Linked DNA regions of Danio rerio: regions 1 and 2 are each linked to region 3. The links are chromatin contacts, called in public HiCAR-type maps. All regions are on one chromosome and are shown on one strand. Each heading gives the region's core, a stretch centred on a gene start, on an enhancer-like site or on the middle of the called end of the contact. The rest is flanking DNA. Distances are from core to core; before and after follow the strand shown.

Region 1 (2,700 bases), core at 164-2,663, 230 kb before region 3:
TTCTGTAGACCAGGGCTGCTCAACCCTGTTCCTCTTAGATCTTAGATCTACCTTCCTACAGAGCTCAGCTCCAACCCTGATCAAACACACCTGAACCAATTAACTAGGACCTGAACAGCACTTGATAATTACAGGCAGGTGTGTTTGATATGGGTTGCAACTGAAATATGCAGGAAGGTAGATCCTGGTCACCCCTACTGTAGACAATCGAGAGAAAAATCTATAATAATATTAACCAGAGCGATTTTAGATTTTTTATTATTTTCCATATATATAGAGAGATAAAAATGCTTTGAAACATTACTTTGCTCTGTTATACATCACTTGGGAAAAAAAATTGCAACTAAACAAAACAGACCAGTCTACAGAGAATATTTCAATTATACATGTAAACAAATATTTGTAAATAAATGCATATTTATATAAACATATATGCATTATTATATTATATTATATTATATTATATTATATTATATTATATTATATTATATTATATTATATTATATTATATTATGTTTGTTTTCCAATTCAAATTATCTCAAATAATTATTAACACACCGATGATTTAGCAAATATTTTATAGGAAAAGATAAGCTAAATGTATATAGATAAACTTCTTTAAAAAAAAATTATTTTCAAGATAAATACTTTTACTCTCTAAAGCTATCTCAAATATATTGAGAAACAGATAATTAAAATATATCTGTAAAGAAATGTAAATTTATAGATAAACATACATGCATAATTATATTATATTCAAGACAAATATTTTTCAACACTAAACTATCTCAAATATATTAACAAATAGATAAATAAACAAATATTTAAAAAACAAATGGGCTAAATATTTGTAGGTTGCCATTTATAAAATATTTTTAATATATATTTTTAAATTATTATTATATATGTTTTCCATTTCAAATGATCTCAAATAATTATTTACAAACATATAAATAAATAAATATTTGGCGAAAAAAAATTTCAAGAATATATATATATATGTATATGTATATGTATGTATATATATATATATATATATATATATATATATATATATATATAAACAAATATTTGTAAATAGACATTTATACATAAACATTTATAAATAATTTGTTTACTACTTTCAATACAAATAATATTACGCTCTCAAATAACTATTTACAAACAGATAATTATTCATAAATCAAAACATATTTACAGGTGGACAAATATTTAATGATAAACAGAAATTATACAAAGTACATAAATACACAAATAACCTAAAAAAATAACATTAATGTCTATGTGCAAAATGTGAATAATTTAAAGACGTGACTGACTGTGATTCAACAACCAAATCTGACAATACAATAAATTCATTGAAATGCGAGATTTGCACAGTCAGCTTTCTGTTTACTAATAATGACCAGAGTCGTGCACTAGGGGGCAATGTTGATCTGAGTTTAAAATCAATATCAGGCCTGCATGACAAATACTGGTGATGATTTTAGGAAAATTCCTTTCAATACCAGTTCGATTCCCAACATTTTCATGAATATATTTTAGATTTATTGTCAAACTCAAGATAAACTGAATTAAATATGAGTTTTAAAGGGACAGTTCACCCTAAAAGAAAAACTCTGTCACCATTTAATCACCCTTCCAACCTGTTATTATTTTTAAATACAGATAAAGATATTGAATGCTGAATGTTGTGGGGAAATGACTGCCATTGACTTCTGTTTGGTCTACTATAGATGTCATCGGCTGCTTGTATCTATACATTCTTCAGAATATCTTGTTTTGTGTTCAACACAAGAAAGACATTCATGAAAGTTCATAAAATAATATTGAAAGTTTTGGGTAAACTGTCTCTTAAAGATCACTTCAGTTGAACTTCGATTAAAAGTCTGAGTAAACCAGAACAAACCCAGTGAAATCCTTCAGAAGTGGGTCAAAGTTGAAGTCAGCCTGCGGCTCTTTATTGAGTTTTACTAATGTTCACACAGGACGGATATTCCCACATTTTTAGCAACATTAAAGGGGTAGTTCATACAAAACTGAAATTTCTGTCATTTACTAATTTGTTCCAAAACTGTTTGAGTTTATTTATTCTGTTGAACACAAAAGAATACAGGTTTTCAGCTTCCATCTTCTCTTGTGTTTAACTGAATAAAGAAAGTCTTAAAGGTTTGGAACCAGTTGATGGAGAGTAAATAGTGAGTGTGTTTTAATTATTGGGTGAACTGAAATATCACTTTAACATGCTTTATCGCAAAATTAATGCAATGTTTTCAGACACTTAAGGTACACAAACATTTTCTATTCATTTTCCTTAAACTGGAATGATAATCAACAAATGTGACGTCCAAATAACATGATGAAAATACATACAATTTTATTTTAGACATGCCTTGTCTCGTTTGAGGTTAGCATCGTTAGATAATGCACAAAATAGTAAAAAGTGTCTAATCTGCTACTTGATAACTTTGTAACTGTAAATTCTGTTATCGTCAACTGTTACCATCAACTGTTACCATCAACTCTGTTATCTTCAACTGTTACCGTCAGCTCTGTTATCGTCAACTCTGTTACTGTCAACTCTGTTACCGTCAGCTCTGTTACCGTCAGCTCTGTTACCGTCAGCTCTGTTACCGTCAACTCTGTTACCGTCAACTCTGTTACCGTCAACTCTGTTACCGTCAGCTCTGTTACCGTCAG
Region 2 (2,700 bases), core at 150-2,649, 150 kb before region 3:
AAATATGAAAAAATACTTAATTATTACAATATATTTACAATTTAATTTCAACTTTTTCATTACTACATTTATTACATCATATGTCATTAGTAAAAAATAAGAATCTGTAAAGTTTTAAATGAAACACTGCAGCCTGCTGTCATTCAGGCAGATAACACACTGAGCAGCGCATTCAGCTCTCCTCAGTCAGAATGTGTTCATTTGAATAATTAAAACATAATAATAACCTTAATAATAATATAGAGCTTCACGCTTGTTCTAGCCTATCATGTCAAAAAAATAAAAGAAGTACATTTGAAAATTGAGAGATGACAACAACAATAGTCAACAATAGAATTAAAAATTAACTTAATATGGCCCGCTTTTGGTGCTTCACACCTTTTACTGCTCATTTTTATTTCAGGAATAAGGTCCAAGATTTACAATAAAAGTTATTTATTGAATGTTTTTTTTTCTATTTAACAACAAGACATGCGTGAAAGATGACTTCCCTTTAGGCAGATTGCTGGACTCATGAAGAATAATAGTTAGCATTGGCCAAAACTGTTTAGCTAAAGTCACACTGAAGTGACAGCCGACAGAGGATTCCGCTTACTCTTTAAGCCTTTTTCAATGGGTTTTTTCACTATTTCTAAAGGTGCAGCAGTCAAAATACAAAATCTGGACCTTTGTCAGTGAGGAGTGGGTCTTTCAAACCACACAAACCACCCCTGGCTACGAGCCTGCACTGGATATACAAGTTTATTTGGTCTGAATTTGAGTGGAACCGAATATTCAGCCAATATATAAATGAATTAATTAAATTAATTAAATAATAATTTAATTCCAACAGTCTGAAAAACAAGAGCAAAATATATTCAATTAAATGATGCACAGAAATAATGCAAAACCATTCTTATGTTTACTCATGGTTTAATGTGCAGTTCCAGCACCGGCCAGCAGGGGCAAACTGCTCCACCATCCAAACCGTCACCCTTGATCCCTCGATCCTCACATGATCTTGTCTTTTCCCCACCCATGCCTTGATCTTGATGAAGTCAGCTGAAATGGAAAGTAGCAGCCGATCAGATTATCACGTTGTTATTCTGATGAAAGATTACGAGTACAAACGACTCTGTTTCTTTGAAATGCCTTCACAATGAGGCCAGAAACACAAGCAAACAAGGTCAACTGCGTGAATGTTGACAAAGCAGTGCAGTGGGGGGGGTGTGTGTGCGCGTGTTATTATTAGATGTGGGTTATTCTGTCGGACAGACGGCTGATCTCAGCGAAGGGTTAAGCCCAGCTCAGAGCATTCGTTTCATTTCCTCTACATTTCCATCTGAACAAACAAGCGGGTGACCTGACAGTGCACAGAGGGGTGGAGGGGAAGAGGCGTTCGTGACTGGAATATGAGAAAGAGAGAGAGAGAGGACACCCATGCGACCGTGAAAAGCCTGCAGTGTGCAGGCGGTTGGGAGGGGCAGGCAAACCCCCTGCTTGTTTAAACTACTTATTTAAAGTACACATGAAATCAAAACTAACCATATTGATTTAGTCAGCGCACATGGCTAGTTTTGTGCTGAACAATTCATCTGTGCATGTCATGATGAAAAAATTAATGGTTTGCCCTTGTAATCTTAAATAGAAATCTGAAAATGCACTTCCTGCTTGTTTCAACTCTCAGATTAGGGCCCAGTCCCATTTCTATTTTTCTACCCCTTCCCCTCAGCCCTACGCCTTTAAGTTAAAGAGAATTGGGACACCCCTACCCCTTGACATGAACACGCAAACCAGGGGTAGGGGTAAGGGGAAGGGCTAAGAGGTGGAATTGGGATAGGGCCTAGGTATGTCTGAGGTAGTGGGCATGGCTAACATACTTAACCACGCCCCTCCAGCTGTCAGTTTTGACAACAAACAAAAATGGTGAGCAGGAGGGATCTGTTAGGCCAACGCAATCTCGCGGCAATTCGTAACTTTTTGATTTAGTGGCTAATTCGTATGAATTCGTACAATCTAATGCGTACAATTTAGTACGATTTGCTCATCACCCAATGACGGTTGGGGTAAGGGTGGGGTTGGGTGCCACGCCTCCTTTTTAAAATCGTACATTTTAGTCTTACGAATTCATATAAATTAACCACTAAACTGACAAAACGTAAAATACTTAAATTTCCACATGAGATCAGGCTGGTTAGGCTGTAATAACTCTCTCCCCAAACCCTTTTCTCCATCTTTCTGAATGAAATGCCTACTTCACTACATCCAATCAGCTTGCAGAAAAAAAAAAAAAAAGCCACGCCCACTGTTTTCTCATTTAATATTTCATTTCTCTAGGACAGGGGTGCCCAAACTTTTGCAGGTGGTTGGCTGGAGGTAAATTTACCAAACTGTAAAGTTGTCAATATAATTTCCTAATTTATTATAATAATTCATTATATAATTTAATTAATACTATAATTCATTACATTTAAAATACTTTAATTGTATTAATAATGATACATTTGTTGTAGATTTTATCATGAATGAATGTCTGACACTAAAAAACATGAACGATCCCATTGATAACACTAAAAAACACACTTTACCTCGTCGCTTGCTAATGTCTTCTGCAATGTTCGCTATCCATCAAGTGACTGTATTTATTTATTTTATTTTTTTTATTTATTTAATCTGATTCATTCACAACATTTAATTAAAACATTTAATTTCAGTTTGCTT
Region 3 (2,700 bases), core at 79-2,578:
TGAGCTGCACAAAGCCGCCTTTATGCAATAACAATGTGGCAGACGCAGTGATGCATTGTAGTGCCAGACGCAACAATGAGGCTGCCTGCAAATGCACCACATGCAAACACACGTTGAGCTTTGATCAGCGGAAATTTTCTGCTCTCGCAGCTGACTCATGCCATAGAGCTCTCATTCAAAGCTAGCACTGCACTGCATGTGTGAATAAACACACACAAGTTAATCAGATCTGCTTTAATCTCCAGTCCATCCAGCTTGCAATAAAGAACACACACCTAGGTTGTACACTAAATAGTCACTGTTATTGATCCTTTCTACGTCTATCCAGCTTTAAAAACAAATAAATGCAGCACGCCTGAACACAAATAATAGCATACCTGATTTGGATGCAGGACCAGTCTCGTACATGACCCTCTGCTGCATGTGCTCCTTCTTGAATCTGCCGTCGTACGGGTTGAGCGTCATCAGCTCCCGCACGGTTTTGTTCTTGTTGAGCCAGTCGTCGGCGCGCGTCTTGTGGCCGTCGCTGATCTCCGGCGTCAGGCTGTCCGGTCTGTGCTTGTCCTTGTCGTGCTCCGTGCTGGAGACCGACGCCGGTCGCTTATTCCCTCCGAGATCTGACATCTGCCCCGGTCTGCCGTTCATCGCGTGCGCCATGCTGCCGTTCACTAAAGGCACTAAATTGGGCGGCACGCCGCTAGTCCTGCGCGGGTTCGGGCTCTGGCGGTTGAGCTCCGGAGGATCGTCGGGTTTTGAGAATCCGTTAGGCACTGGGATGCCGTTCGCCTGTCTCGCAGACTGATACTCGGCTCCCAATCTGGGCGGACGCTCTGAGGAGAGCGGGTAGCGATCCAGCGGCTGCGGCGGGCGCGAGCCCGGGTCTCCCGACGCGTGGATCTCCTTCCCCGGTAACTGTTTGCCCGGCCCCGCCGGTCTGCCGTCCTGAAATCCATGCGCTCTTTTGAGCTGCCGGGCTGTTTCAATGACAAACTCGATCCTGTCGGCTCCTTCGTAGTTGACACATCCTCTGCAAACGGGCTCGGTAAAATCCCAGATCATAGCCCACGGCATGCGGGGCAAGTCACATAAATAACACGACTGCCTCCTCGAAGCAGCAACCGCCGCGGACGACATCGCTCTCTCTCGGGCGAAAAACCCTCCGAAATACGGCACAATCCTGTGTGGAATGATGCTGGGGAAAAACAAGGTAGCGCAAGTAATAATTAAGTTACAAACAGAACTTCATAGTAGCGTGCTTTACTACGACGCGCGCTCGGTCTCTCTCACTCACTACTACCGCGGCCAGGCTGGAGCTCAATGTGGAGCAGTGACGTCACCGCCGCTCCGCGTCTATTTACTTGATTCTTCGACAGAACAGCCCCTGCGGCGCATGCGCTGTCGGCTCCCCCTCCCTCCCGCGCGCGCTGCCTTTATTTAACTGTGCTGAATCCAGGCCAGAGCTGCGACGCGGAGAGCTTTCGATATCAGAGACGAGCTGGAAAAAAAGAAGAGAAGAAAACACACACACACACACACACACACATCTCCGAGAGTCGAAAGTTCTCTTTAAACGCGCTGACGTACGAGGAGCTTATATGCAAATCAGCCAGACTCTTTCACGCCGGAGGGAACGGCGAGCGGTCACATCTACTCTTTAAAGCCGAACACGGTTCCTGACATCGGGGAAAACATGGAAAATAATATGAGGAAACTCATTTACTGGCACGGGACTGTTAGTGTGGATATACACTTTCTGTCGTCGGTTACAAAGCGCTTCATGAAACATTTATTAATCACGAACGACTGGGACAAAAGGTCTGGTTATTTATTTACTTCTTTGTCCGAGCATTAGACCTTTATAGTGGGCCAGAGTTGATTTGGATTAAATAAAAATAGTTTAAATAATGAGTTCATTATTTATAATGTAAACATTTTTACTAACTTGTATTAATATTTCACCTCTTGCTGGTGTAAAGTAAATTCAGATGAGTTTATGTCCATGTATTAAAGTCAAATATATCTGGATCTCCCCCCACATTCCCCTTCTGAAGTGCACAAAATCACCACACATCAACCCACAATAATAAAAGCCCTGGGCATGTACTGTACATTACATTTCATCACACTTGTGAAATCACACATTCAAGCTTTCATTAATCCCCACACTGAACACACACACACACACACACACACACACACACACACACACACACACACACACACACACACACACACACACACACTCTGCTTTTCTGATCGTGGTTCTACAGGTTATATGATCCTGTCTGGTCACTGAGTACACAAAGTCCACAGTGGGAGAAGAACCAACAAATAGCGTTGTAGGTCCTTCCCTTTTCTGTGTTGGATTGGTTCCAGCTGAGTGCAGCTCCAGGGCTCTATGGGTGAAGCAATGCGTCTGAAATCTGCAGACACAAGGCAGGATGTGTTTGTGCAAGCCCTCGTGACGTTAAAAAGAGGAAGCGAGATGTTTAGTCACGTACCCACAGCTCGCCTCGCCCTTCTCAACCAACAGCAAATCTGTTGGCCCGCAGCCAGAGCGCATGTACAGTTGAAGTCACCATTATTCAGCCTCCTGCTTCTCCTTTAAATATTTCCCAAACGACGATTAATGGAGCGTGGAATTTTTCACAGTAATTCCTATAATATTTTTTCTTCTGGAGAAAGTCCTCTTTGTTTTAT

What was found. HiCAR-type assays count read pairs that join an accessible place to other places.
Region 1: a contact with region 3 is called in a HiCAR-type map of caudal fin, with 9 times the contacts expected there. The contact joins the enhancer-like site here to the promoter of irf2bp2a in region 3. A contact is called at or near these places in 4 of 18 Hi-C or Micro-C datasets (caudal fin, embryo, hematopoietic stem cells and 1 more) and 2 of 4 datasets of contacts at active chromatin or transcription factors (caudal fin and embryo).
Region 2: a contact with region 3 is called in a HiCAR-type map of caudal fin, with 2.7 times the contacts expected there. The contact joins the enhancer-like site here to the promoter of irf2bp2a in region 3. A contact is called at or near these places in 3 of 18 Hi-C or Micro-C datasets (caudal fin, hematopoietic stem cells and an unstated tissue) and 3 of 4 datasets of contacts at active chromatin or transcription factors (caudal fin, embryo and pancreas).

What each region holds. Positions count from the first base shown.
Region 1 is chr13:53,034,903-53,037,602 of GRCz12tu, forward strand. The region is part of intron 5 of egln1a (egl-9 family hypoxia-inducible factor 1a); the gene reads left to right. All of the region lies in intron 11 of LOC100331556 (signal induced proliferation associated 1 like 2), which reads left to right. Among named protein-coding and RNA genes, the nearest start is that of egln1a, 38 kb to the left of the region's middle. Within about 2 kb of position 1,414, at least 6 of the 62 cell types and tissues checked have an H3K27ac peak or open chromatin away from gene starts, as enhancers often do. A contact at or near this core is called in caudal fin, where this site is marked.
Region 2 is chr13:53,118,397-53,121,096 of GRCz12tu, forward strand. The region is part of intron 11 of LOC100331556 (signal induced proliferation associated 1 like 2); the gene reads left to right. It overlaps LOC103912043 (a long non-coding RNA gene), which reads right to left. Exons shown (of 5, transcript XR_012388999.1): 3 at 906-1,041. Among named protein-coding and RNA genes, the nearest start is that of egln1a, 120 kb to the left of the region's middle. Within about 2 kb of position 1,400, at least 50 of the 62 cell types and tissues checked have an H3K27ac peak or open chromatin away from gene starts, as enhancers often do. A contact at or near this core is called in caudal fin and pancreas, where this site is marked.
Region 3 is chr13:53,263,484-53,266,183 of GRCz12tu, forward strand. irf2bp2a (interferon regulatory factor 2 binding protein 2a) reads right to left here and starts at 1,329. Exons shown (of 2, transcript NM_199981.1): 1 at 378-1,329. The coding sequence starts at 1,134. The region is part of intron 11 of LOC100331556 (signal induced proliferation associated 1 like 2); the gene reads left to right. The region is part of intron 1 of LOC141377083 (a long non-coding RNA gene); the gene reads right to left.